Regions from separate parts of the Muntiacus reevesi genome. Here region 1 is linked to region 2. The links are chromatin contacts, called in public Hi-C maps. All regions are on one chromosome and are shown on one strand. The core of a region is the stretch at or near the end of the contact, and the rest is flanking DNA. Distances in the headings are between cores, read along the strand shown. Region 1 holds the start of YWHAZ (tyrosine 3-monooxygenase/tryptophan 5-monooxygenase activation protein zeta). Region 2 holds the start of ANKRD46 (ankyrin repeat domain 46).

Region 1 (5,101 bases), core at 2,526-5,025, 380 kb after region 2:
CCGCATATTCTATGCATCTATATACTTTTAAAAAATCAGCTCTAGAACTACTACAAATATTCTAACCACAACTGAAATGATAATTTGATTACTTTACCTTTTCAATTAGAACAAAATATACTATCTGAGCTGACTGATAATCATCCCAATTCATTTTATACAAATCTAACCACAATTGTTCTAACATTTTAGTAATGACACCCTGAAAGACTTAGAAATTTAGAACACCCTATTTTTAAAAGGAAGAGAGAAATCAAAGAAAGAAAAAGTTGAGAGTAATGGAACTGATAATCATTACAGAAACCCTGTATTACAATGACACTAGACTGAGCGGTTTCTCACCAGTACATCATTGCAGATATCTCTTAGCTCGGTCTCTATTTTCTCTCTGTATTCTCGAGCCATCTGCTGTTTTTTCTCAGCACCTTCCGTCTTTTGCTCAATACTGGAGACGACCCTCCAAGATGACCTACGGGCTCCTACAACATTTTTATAAGCAACTGAGAGAAGATTCCTCTCCTCATTGGATAATTCAGCTCCTTGCTCAGTTACAGACTTCATGCAGGCTGCCATGTCATCATATCGCTCAGCCTGCTCAGCCAGTTTGGCCTTCTGTACCAGCTCGTTTTTATCCATGACTGGATATTCTGCAGGGGGAAAAAAGCAGCATTTAGATATTTTTTCCAGTAAAACAAACAGACTAAAAATCATACCCTTTGTAAACATGTTAACACTTCAAACCTAATTACCGAAGGAAGATTCTCTACATGTGGAATTCAATGAAACTTCACAAAAGGATGCTCAGAATAAGTGAAAAAAAAAATAGCATACTCAGCATGCATAGTGTACACTTAAAGCCATTAAAATCGGTTTAGCAAATCTAAAATTACATTATCTCATCTTTGTTCACAAGATCCTTAATTTCAAATGAAATTGAAGCACACGACCCAAAAGGCTGCCTTAAAAACCAACCCTTATCTTACTTGGTCAAAATCTCAACTCTGGTTTCAAATATCACTGGGTAATCCAAAATTAAGCAGTTTTTCTTTAGTGAAAATAGCACCTATGAAGAACACTACCATACGTTCAAAATCATGACTCCTGTCAGTTTAATGTAATTCATATCCATTACTGTTAATATCTGCTCTTGTCAAGTGTTTAAATTTTAGCTGAAAACACTCCCACCCCAAGTCCACTGATCTTCGCAAGAGCTGATCATAGCATGCAAATTTCCTGGGAGAAATGACCACATTGCTTATTTTAATGTTGTGAATGTAAAACCACCACCAAGGATCAATAACTAACCCTAAGGCTTCATCTGTACCTTGTTATACGCACATGGGCTTAAAAAAAAACAACCCATGAGACTTGGAACTTCAATTCTTACTATCTATGAGCACTAAAATAGATACTAAATGCTTCCCAGTGTGATCAATGTTTCTGATGTCACTGTTCTGTTTAAATGCAGGCTTACTGCCTCGTTTCTAGTAGTCAAAAATTAATTGAATACATTATCACTCAAGCTGCCCTTATCAAGACTTCCCAATTCTTTCTCATTTTAAATTTCTGGACTTTTCAATTTCCCCCGTTGTGCTATTCCTTAAGACATCCTTCAGAAAGATCCTGAAGCAGCACAGAGAGATATTAGCCCCTACAGTGGTCCCAAAGGGTGGTCCCAAAGGGTACATGACTTACGATGAAAACAGGAATCACTGTCACTCACTATGGGAACTGACTCCCTTTCTTTACCTTCCCAGGGAAATCCCACAAAACATTTCTTTTTAAAAAACCAAATCGGAACCAATCCTTTGTATTTAAACAACTAGATAGCTAGCTTAAATAGGAAGTATACTGTTTTCAATGTCAAACCCCAAATCTATTTTCGCATAACCTCTCCACCCCTTTCTTGCAATTACCAATTCTCCCCCCCTAAAAATCAAAAAAGGCTCTCCGGCTAATGCTACTTCAAAAGAAAATTATCTACAACCAGTACAAAGGTTCCTCTCCCAAACCCCTCAGTAACGAGGGGAAGTGGACAAGGTTTCTCAAAGAATAAGCAGCGCTCCCAGGACTCGCCGCACCCATTTAACCCTTCACCGCCGGAAGACTTCGAGGTGGGTGAAACGACAACGGGCCGTCTGTGACTTTAAAGGGCAAACCCTTCCGTCCGCGCCAGCCGCAACCCCCCTCCTTGGCTCCGCCCAGGCTGGTGCCTCCGCGCGAGTCCTCGCTTCTCCCTCTTTGTCATGGCGGATCTGTGTCAAGGAGCCCAACCTACTGCCTAGTGTTAATTCCCCCACCGGGGCCGGGGTGGGGGAGGCGCGGGGAAGAGGCGCGCGCCCCCGCCTGCGTTGGGAATCGGGAGCCGCCCGCTCGCCTCGAGGGCACGGACGCCGGGGCCGCCCCCCCGCAGAAGCGGAACCACGAGCGGCCGACCGCGGACACACCCCACTCTCCCGTCGGCGTCCGTCCGCCACCGGCCGCCGCGGGTGCTCCTTTAGTCTCCGGGGGCCCGACAGCTGCAACCGGTGGGGGAGGGGGCGAGCCACACCCAGGCGAGCCCGGCCGCCGCCGGCTGTTACGCGCGGGCTCACCCGCCCCGCCGAGCGGGGTCCCGGTCGATACACACCAGCGCACGGACCTTCACGTCTACCAGGCCCCCCCACCCCCGGGAGGACGAGCGAGTCCTGTGGTCCCCCGTCTTCCCACCCTCAACGCTATCCCCTACCTGGGCTCCGAACACCGCCGCCCCCCCTCCACGCGGAGACAGAAAGCCAGCCCCATCCCCCCCACCACGCCGGGAATATTCAAGTACTCCCCGCCCCCCCCCCACCACCACCCCCGCGGAACCCGGGAAATTCGGCTCGAGGTCTCGGGCGAGCCCCACCCCGGGACCGGCTCGACAGAAGCACGGCCTCGCCCCGCTCTACCTGGCGGGCGCTTCCGGGCCGCCTTGGCTCGCAGCCCCGTGACCAGGGCCGACACTCCCGCCGCCGCCGCCGCCGCCGCCCAGGTTGGGGAGGAGGGCTGGGTGCCACCGCAGCGCCGGGCGCGGAGGCTGCGCCGCCGAGAGGGCGGGAGAGGCGGGGGGAGGGGACGGGGGGCGGCGGGGAGGGGGCGGCCTCACCTGCGCCACTGCAATGCCCGCGGCCGCCGAGTCATTCTCTCTCGGGCGGAAGCGGGCAGTGGGGCGGCGCGGAGGAGGGGGCTGTCGGGGGGTGGGTGGGGGGTGCGAAAAAGGAACGGATCGCGCCCGGCGCTGCCTCGGTCACCCTCGGGAGGCCTGCAACCGGGCGGGTCCCTGGGGGAAACCTGGCGTGCGGTCGCCCTACCCACCACCCCCTATCCCCGGGGACCGGATCAGACCGGGCGCCCCTCCGGGCCGAAGCGTCGATGCGGAAGCAAGTAGCCAGAGGCTGCCGCGAGCCGCCCGCCAGAACCCAGCGGAAGAGAAGCCGCCGCCCGTCTCCGCCTGAGGAGACTCCGCCTCAGCCCAGCGCCGCTCCCCACCGCGGGCGAGCAGGGCTTGAGGGGATGCGGAGCGGGGACTGTTCCCGCGCTTTCGAATGCTTGGCCTGGGACAGGAAGGAGCGGGGCGAGGCGGCGGCGGCGGCTGAGTCCCTTACCTGTGTCCGGAGTAGGTGGCGACGGACGGACGGGGATCAGCAGTCTCTGGGCGGCAACGGCGAGGCTGAGACTCTGTCCCTGGATCTCGCAGCTCACAGGCTACAGCCGCTCCGCAGACACGGGGTTTCCTCCAATCACCAGCCCCGGCAGCAGGGGCACCACACGCACGATGACGTCAAACGCTGCTATGGCAACCGTTGATTGGTGCCCACAGCTCTGGGGGCCCAGAGCAACCGCCGCTCCCCAGCTCGCGGCCGTCCTGCCCGCCCGCGCTAGAGGGCGAGCGGAGGAGCGCGCGCGTTCCCTCGGCTCCCAACTCTCCTCCCCAGCCCTCTTGGCTTCCAACTTCTCTACTCCTGTCCTGAGGGTGCCCGAACAGAAAGCTCTTTTTTTCTTCCTCTGGTCACCAGTATCCCCACCGTTTCCCTCGCATTCCCCTCGGATCCCCCGCAACTCTTCTCCGGCTCGCTCCCCCAAAATCAGTCGGGAGGCAATTTTTCCCCACCCCCACCTTAGGGTTCGTGCGACCCTTCTGCGCCTGCGCCAGTTACTCCCTCTAGAAGGGGCGCCCGTTCGGCAACATCCGGGACCTTTCACACCCCCGCCCCCTCCCATCCGCCTGGCCCGCCCCGCCCTCCGTGTTTCGCCGCGGTAACTGCCCCCCGGGGGCATCCGAGCGGGGGCTAGATTACGAGAGCGGCTCCAAGGCACGGGCATTATGATCTGGACTTGGGGGTGCGGGGCACGGTCAAAGGGTCGGGGAGGGGCAATGTGGCGCGCTAGACCCCCAGGTTCCCCTGACACACACGCCGGGCGGGGCGATCGGGGCGCGCGGCCCCTCCCTTTCTCCTTTCCGCTGCCGCCGCTTTACCTGCTACCTCAGGGACGGCGGCCAGAGGCCTTTTAAGGCTCGGGAGAGAGGGAGGCGTCCGGTCCCAGTACGTGGACTGAGCAACCAGTTGGTTTTTCCAGTCGGGACTGGGGCATCAGTGCGCCGTGACAGCTGCGAGGAGACAATGGGTGGGCACCAAATGGGAGTGAGGTGTGGCGGGCGGAGCTGGCGGGAGGTGAGGCCTGGGAGGAGCCTCTCACAGGGCCTTCAGCCTCTGAGAGGGAAAGCCGGCGTCCTTAGGTGGAGACTTTGAGGGGGCTCGAGGCCATAACAAGACAGGAGGCATAGAGGTTTGACTGTATTCCCTCGTTTTTCGTAGGTTGAATTTTTTTCTCTCCAAAATAAGAGACCTCATGCTTCCGTGGTTTAAAACGTGATTACCTGTTTTCTCCTGAGGGAGGGACGTGCTGTTCCCAGGGCCCGGGTTGACCCAGCGGGCGGTGGGCCGCGGGCGGGGTGAGGAGCAGGGACCAGGAGCCAGGAAGAGCGGAAAGAGAAGGGCGGAAATTGCAGGTGCCGCGTTTACGTGCCAACCTAAAACGGTAGGGCCTCCACCCAGTCAACTTCAGGAAGTTCAAAGAC
Region 2 (4,822 bases), core at 742-3,241:
CGTAATGGGTGGCCATCGGAAGTGGCCAACGACCAACTGAGAGTCATTATCAAAGCTGATCTTCTTACCACCACAAGAGAAGTTGTCAAAGGACTCAACGTCTACCATTTTACAGTTGTTTGGCATTTGAAGAAAATTGGAAAGGTGAAAAAGCTCAGTAAGTGAGTGCCTCACAAGCTGACCACAAATCAAAAAAAATCATCATTCTGAAGCGTCATCTGCTCTTATTCAACAACAATGAACTATTTCTCAACTGGATGGCGACATGCAATGAAAAGTCAACTGTATATGACAACCAGTGACAACCAGCTCTGTGGCTGGACTGAGAAGCAGCTCCAAACCACTTCCCAAAACCAAACCTGCACCAAAAAAAGGTCGTGGTCACTGTCCAGTGGTCTGCTGCAGGTCTGATTCACTACAGCTTTCTGAATCCTGGCGAAACCATGACATCTGAGAAGCATGCTCAACAAACTGATGAGATGCACCAAAAACTACAACACCTGCAGCTGCCACTGGTCAACAGAAAGCGCCCGGTTCTTCTCCATGACAACGCCCCACCACATGTCACACAACCAACACTTTAAAAGTTGAACAAATTGGGCTATGAAGTTTTGCCTCATCTGCCATAGTCATGTGACCTCTCACCAAGTGACTACCCCTTCTTTAAGCATCTTGACAACTTTTTGCAGGCAAAACGCATCCACAACCAGCAGGAGGCAGAAAATGCTTCCCAAGAGTCTATGGAATCCCAAAGTATGCACTTTTACGCTATAGGAATAAACAAACTTATATCTCATTGGCAAAAATATGTTGATTGTAATGGTTTCTATTTTGATTAATAACGATGTGCTGGCGCCTAGTTACAATGATTTAAAATTCATGGTCCAAAATCGCAATTATTTTTGTACCAACCTATTACAAGTCAAACTGATAAGTAACCAAAAGTCTTATGGAATAGGTTTGTAGAGGTAACAAGCAGGAACACTGGAGTAAGGAGATGAGGTTCAAATCCTTTACTAGCTGTTTGACCTTGGACAAGTTAATTTAGACTCTGTGCCTCGGTTTCCTTAACTGTAAGATGGAAATGGTACCCAGTGTTGTTGCTACAAGGATTAAATATAGACACAATACGACTTGAAGCATCCAGCACAATGACATATAGTAAGCATTGAAGACTGCTCTTACTATAATTCCCACCCCACTATCCGAGCTCTTTACGTTCCTAGGTACCATTCTTTAGAATGAGAAGTGATGCTACTAAATGATTTATTTTTCCCCCTTCGTTACATTCGGTAGCCAATTCTAAGCACCGTGGGCCGTTTTAAAGAATAAATGTCATTTTCTCGAGGCAGAGCCCTGTATTGCAAGCTGATCTGCCTCCTGCATTGCACGTTTAATTAGGAGCAGTCCTGTCTTTGAACCCGGGTACCCGGGGCCATGTGATATCGGGACAGTTCGCTCACATCTCAGCAGCTTCTCTTCACGCCTGGACTGCGGGTTCCGAGTAACTGGCCGCATATTGTCTGTGCCGAGGCCGAGACAAGGCACCTTTTCTGGCGGAGTGATGGGACGCCGGCCCGGGGGGCTCCGGCTCGGACCGTCGACCTCGCGAGCCCCCGCCAGGCCGCCCGCCCCGGCCACGCCCGCCGCGCGGCCGTTACCCTCAAACCAGCCCCCAGAGCCCGCGCCGGCCCTCCCCGCTCCCCCGGGCAGCACAGACCCGAGACCGGCCACCACGGGTCTGGCTCTCCGCGGGCGGCCTCGCCTCTCCGGTCCCTAGGCCAGGCCCCAAGCCGGGCCCTCCGGTGCTTCGGGGCCATCGGGAGAGGTGTCAGTGGATTTCATCCCGGGGCTGCCCGCGGGCCGAGGCCCAAGTACCTGCCAGTCAGTCGAGGAACGGCGGCAGCGGCAACACCTTCCTCCCGGCGACCGCGGCAGAGGCGACGGCAGCAGACGGAGGGGAGGGGACGGGCTGGCCACTGAGACCAGCCGGGCCTTGCTGGACAGAGCGGCCTCAGTGCGCCGCTGGGGCGCCCCCTTGAGGCTGGAAGTCGCACTGGCGGCTCGACCAGCTCTGAATCATTAAGCGAAGTACGAAAACCGCTGCGGGGGAGAAGAGGGGAACACATGTAAATCCATGGCTGATTCATGTCAGTGTATGACAAAACCCACTACATTATTGTAAAGTAATTAGCATCCAACTAATAAAGATAAATGAAAAAAAAAATAAAAAGAGTAGGAAAAAAAAACTGAAAAAGTTTCTGTAGGTCTGAGTCCAGGAGCATGTTGTACTTTTCAAGTCTTTTACTAAACAAATATCCCACCCCTCAGCTAAATGAAGGCTTCACAGGCAAGGAGAGTCTTACCAAGAGCTGTGTTGTTGTTGTTCAGTCTCTAAGTCCAGTCGGACTCTTTGTGACCCCGTGGGCTGCAGCAGACCAAGCTCCTCTGTCCTCCACTGTCTCCCAGCCTTTGCTCAAGTTCATGTCTTCTGAGTTGGTGATGATGTCTAACCATCTCATCCTCTGCTGCTCCCCTTCTCCTCCCGCCTTCAATCTTTCCCAGCATCAGGGTCTTTTCCAATGAGTCAGTTCTTCGCATCAGGTGGCCAAAATATTGGAGCTTCAGCTTCAGCATCAATCCTTCCAACGACTATTCAGGACTGAGTTCCTTTAGGATTGACTGGTTTGATCTCTTCGCAGTTCAAGGGACTCTCAAGAGTCTTCTCCAGCACCACAATTCAAAAGCATCAATTCTTTGGTGCTCAGCCTTCTTTACGGTCCAACTCTCACATCCGTTCATGACAACTGGAAAAAACATAGCTTTGACTATATGGACCTTTGTCAGCAAAGTGATGTCTCTGTTTTTTAATACACTGTCTAGATTTGTCATAGCTTTCCTTCCAAGGAGCAAGAGTCTTTTAACTTCGTGGCTGCAGTCACTATCTGCAGTGATTTGGGAGCCCAAGAAAATAAAATCTGCCACTGTTTCCACTTTTCCCCCATCTATTTGCCATGAAGTGATGGAATCAGATGCCATGATCTACCAAGAGTTGTAAGCATCAATTAATATTCTGGTTTTCAGGTAAGAATGTATTAGTAATAGCAACTAGCAGCTCTAATACAAACCTAAGTTTTTTCAGAAAGGGTTTGAATACTCACATCCCACTTTTTACAGTTCCTAGAGGAAATGCAACATGTCTAGCCAAACCTATAAAGATGGTGGGTGGTGAGAAGTACATTTGCTGTAACTTTTTTTCCTAAGTTTACCAACAATTCCAGTCCTGTCGCCAAGAAGATTTGCCCTGCACAGCGATCCTCTTTCCCCCTGAATTTTAGCATACTACCCAGCCAATCCACCTTCCCTTCTAGGGGAATGTCCATCCATTCAAGGGCTATTACTAACAGTGTGTTCCTGGAAATGTCATGTAAATGTTTAGGATTTTTGTCAAATTTGAGAAAGCCTCTATCAAATCTCTTTCATATAAGAATAAGATTTCAGACATTTCACATTTTCTTGTGCAGTGACTATCATAAATATTAAATATTCTTTGAGTTGATGACATTTATTAACCAATTTGTCATTGATATTCTCCTTGAGGTTGTGTGTTGAGTTTATAATATCTTCATTGATGCCCGTAAATTATGTCAAATCAGCAAAGAATTTCAACCTTCTCCAGTGTGTTCTTACAATTTCCTCTTTTTTGTTAATTGGTTAACAAACAATCCCAGAGCTTATTCATTACTTCTGTTCAAATGAATCTTTCCATCTTCATGATCTGCTTTTGTTTGATCTGAAAGAGTGTAGAGACTGCTAAGTGTAAGAAGCGCTGCATTCCTCCTGGAAGCTCTGAGAACCCGTTTCCTTGTTTCCCCAGCTTCTGGAGGTCACTACAGCCCTTGGCTCATGGCCCATTCCGTGTTTAAAATCAGTAGGGTAGTATCTTTTCTCCTCTCTGACCTCTGCTTCCAACTGTGTATCCTGACTTTGATACTGCTCCTGCCTCTTTATAAGAACCTTTGGATCATGTTCGGTACATCTGAATAATCCAGACCAGTCCTTCCATTTCAAGATCTTTAATTTTAGCCCCATCTGAAAAGTTCTTTTTACCGTACAAGTTAATGCAGTCACAGATTCTGGGGATTAGGACAGGGACACCTTTGGAGGAAATGTTATTCAGCCCACACAAAGGCCCTGATGCTTAAACTCTGTTTCCTTCAGGGAAATCTACCTTTTCTTCCTCATTAGCAAAATCTATTTGGCCCTAAGTTCTGATTATGAGAGTTCCAACAGGAAGAATACCTGTAATTATAACTCGGGTAAGTGTTAACGAAGGAAAAGAAGGGAGATGTTATATGAGGGCAAACAGTACAGGACCTAATTTAGATGGAAGAGCAGTAATGCGTTTGAATAAGTGATATTTAACTGAGATGCAAAGGAGGAGGAATTAATTACACAATGAACAAGGGGAGTGTTTCAGACGCAGGGAACAGTATGTGTGGCCTGGGAATGGTGATGTCAGAGGGAGACCGAGTTCTGTCCCTGCCATCAAATCCTTAGGACCACCACAGTGAGTGACATACAGCAGTTCTTAGCCTGGCAGCACACTGCAGTCACTGCAGGGCCTTAAAAACACCAACGCCCTGGCCAAGACCGAGCCAGAATTATTTGGAAGTATGGCCCAATATCCATAGTTTTTAAAGCTGCTCAGAGAATACTAATATGTAGACAGGGCTGAGAACCCACTCAGTTAGGTACAACCACAGGAGTAAGAATAAAAGAATGACAAAAAATGTTTGCTTGGGGTAGGATTTTCTCTTAA

What was found. Hi-C and Micro-C count contacts between places; a contact is called where the count stands out from the background.
Region 1: a contact with region 2 is called in a Hi-C map of muscle, with 5 times the contacts expected there. The contact joins the promoter of YWHAZ here to the promoter of ANKRD46 in region 2. A contact is called at or near these places in 2 of 3 Hi-C or Micro-C datasets (blood and muscle).

Annotation. Positions count from the first base shown.
Region 1 is chr12:17,515,306-17,520,406 of mMunRee1.1, forward strand. It overlaps YWHAZ (tyrosine 3-monooxygenase/tryptophan 5-monooxygenase activation protein zeta), which reads right to left and starts at 3,776. Exons shown (of 6, transcript XM_065903424.1): 1 at 3,627-3,776; 2 at 343-647. The coding sequence starts at 636. LOC136145167 (a long non-coding RNA gene) reads left to right here and starts at 4,754. Exons shown (of 4, transcript XR_010658709.1): 1 at 4,754-5,101.
Region 2 is chr12:17,139,451-17,144,272 of mMunRee1.1, forward strand. ANKRD46 (ankyrin repeat domain 46) reads right to left here and starts at 1,992. Exons shown (of 5, transcript XM_065902970.1): 1 at 1,879-1,992.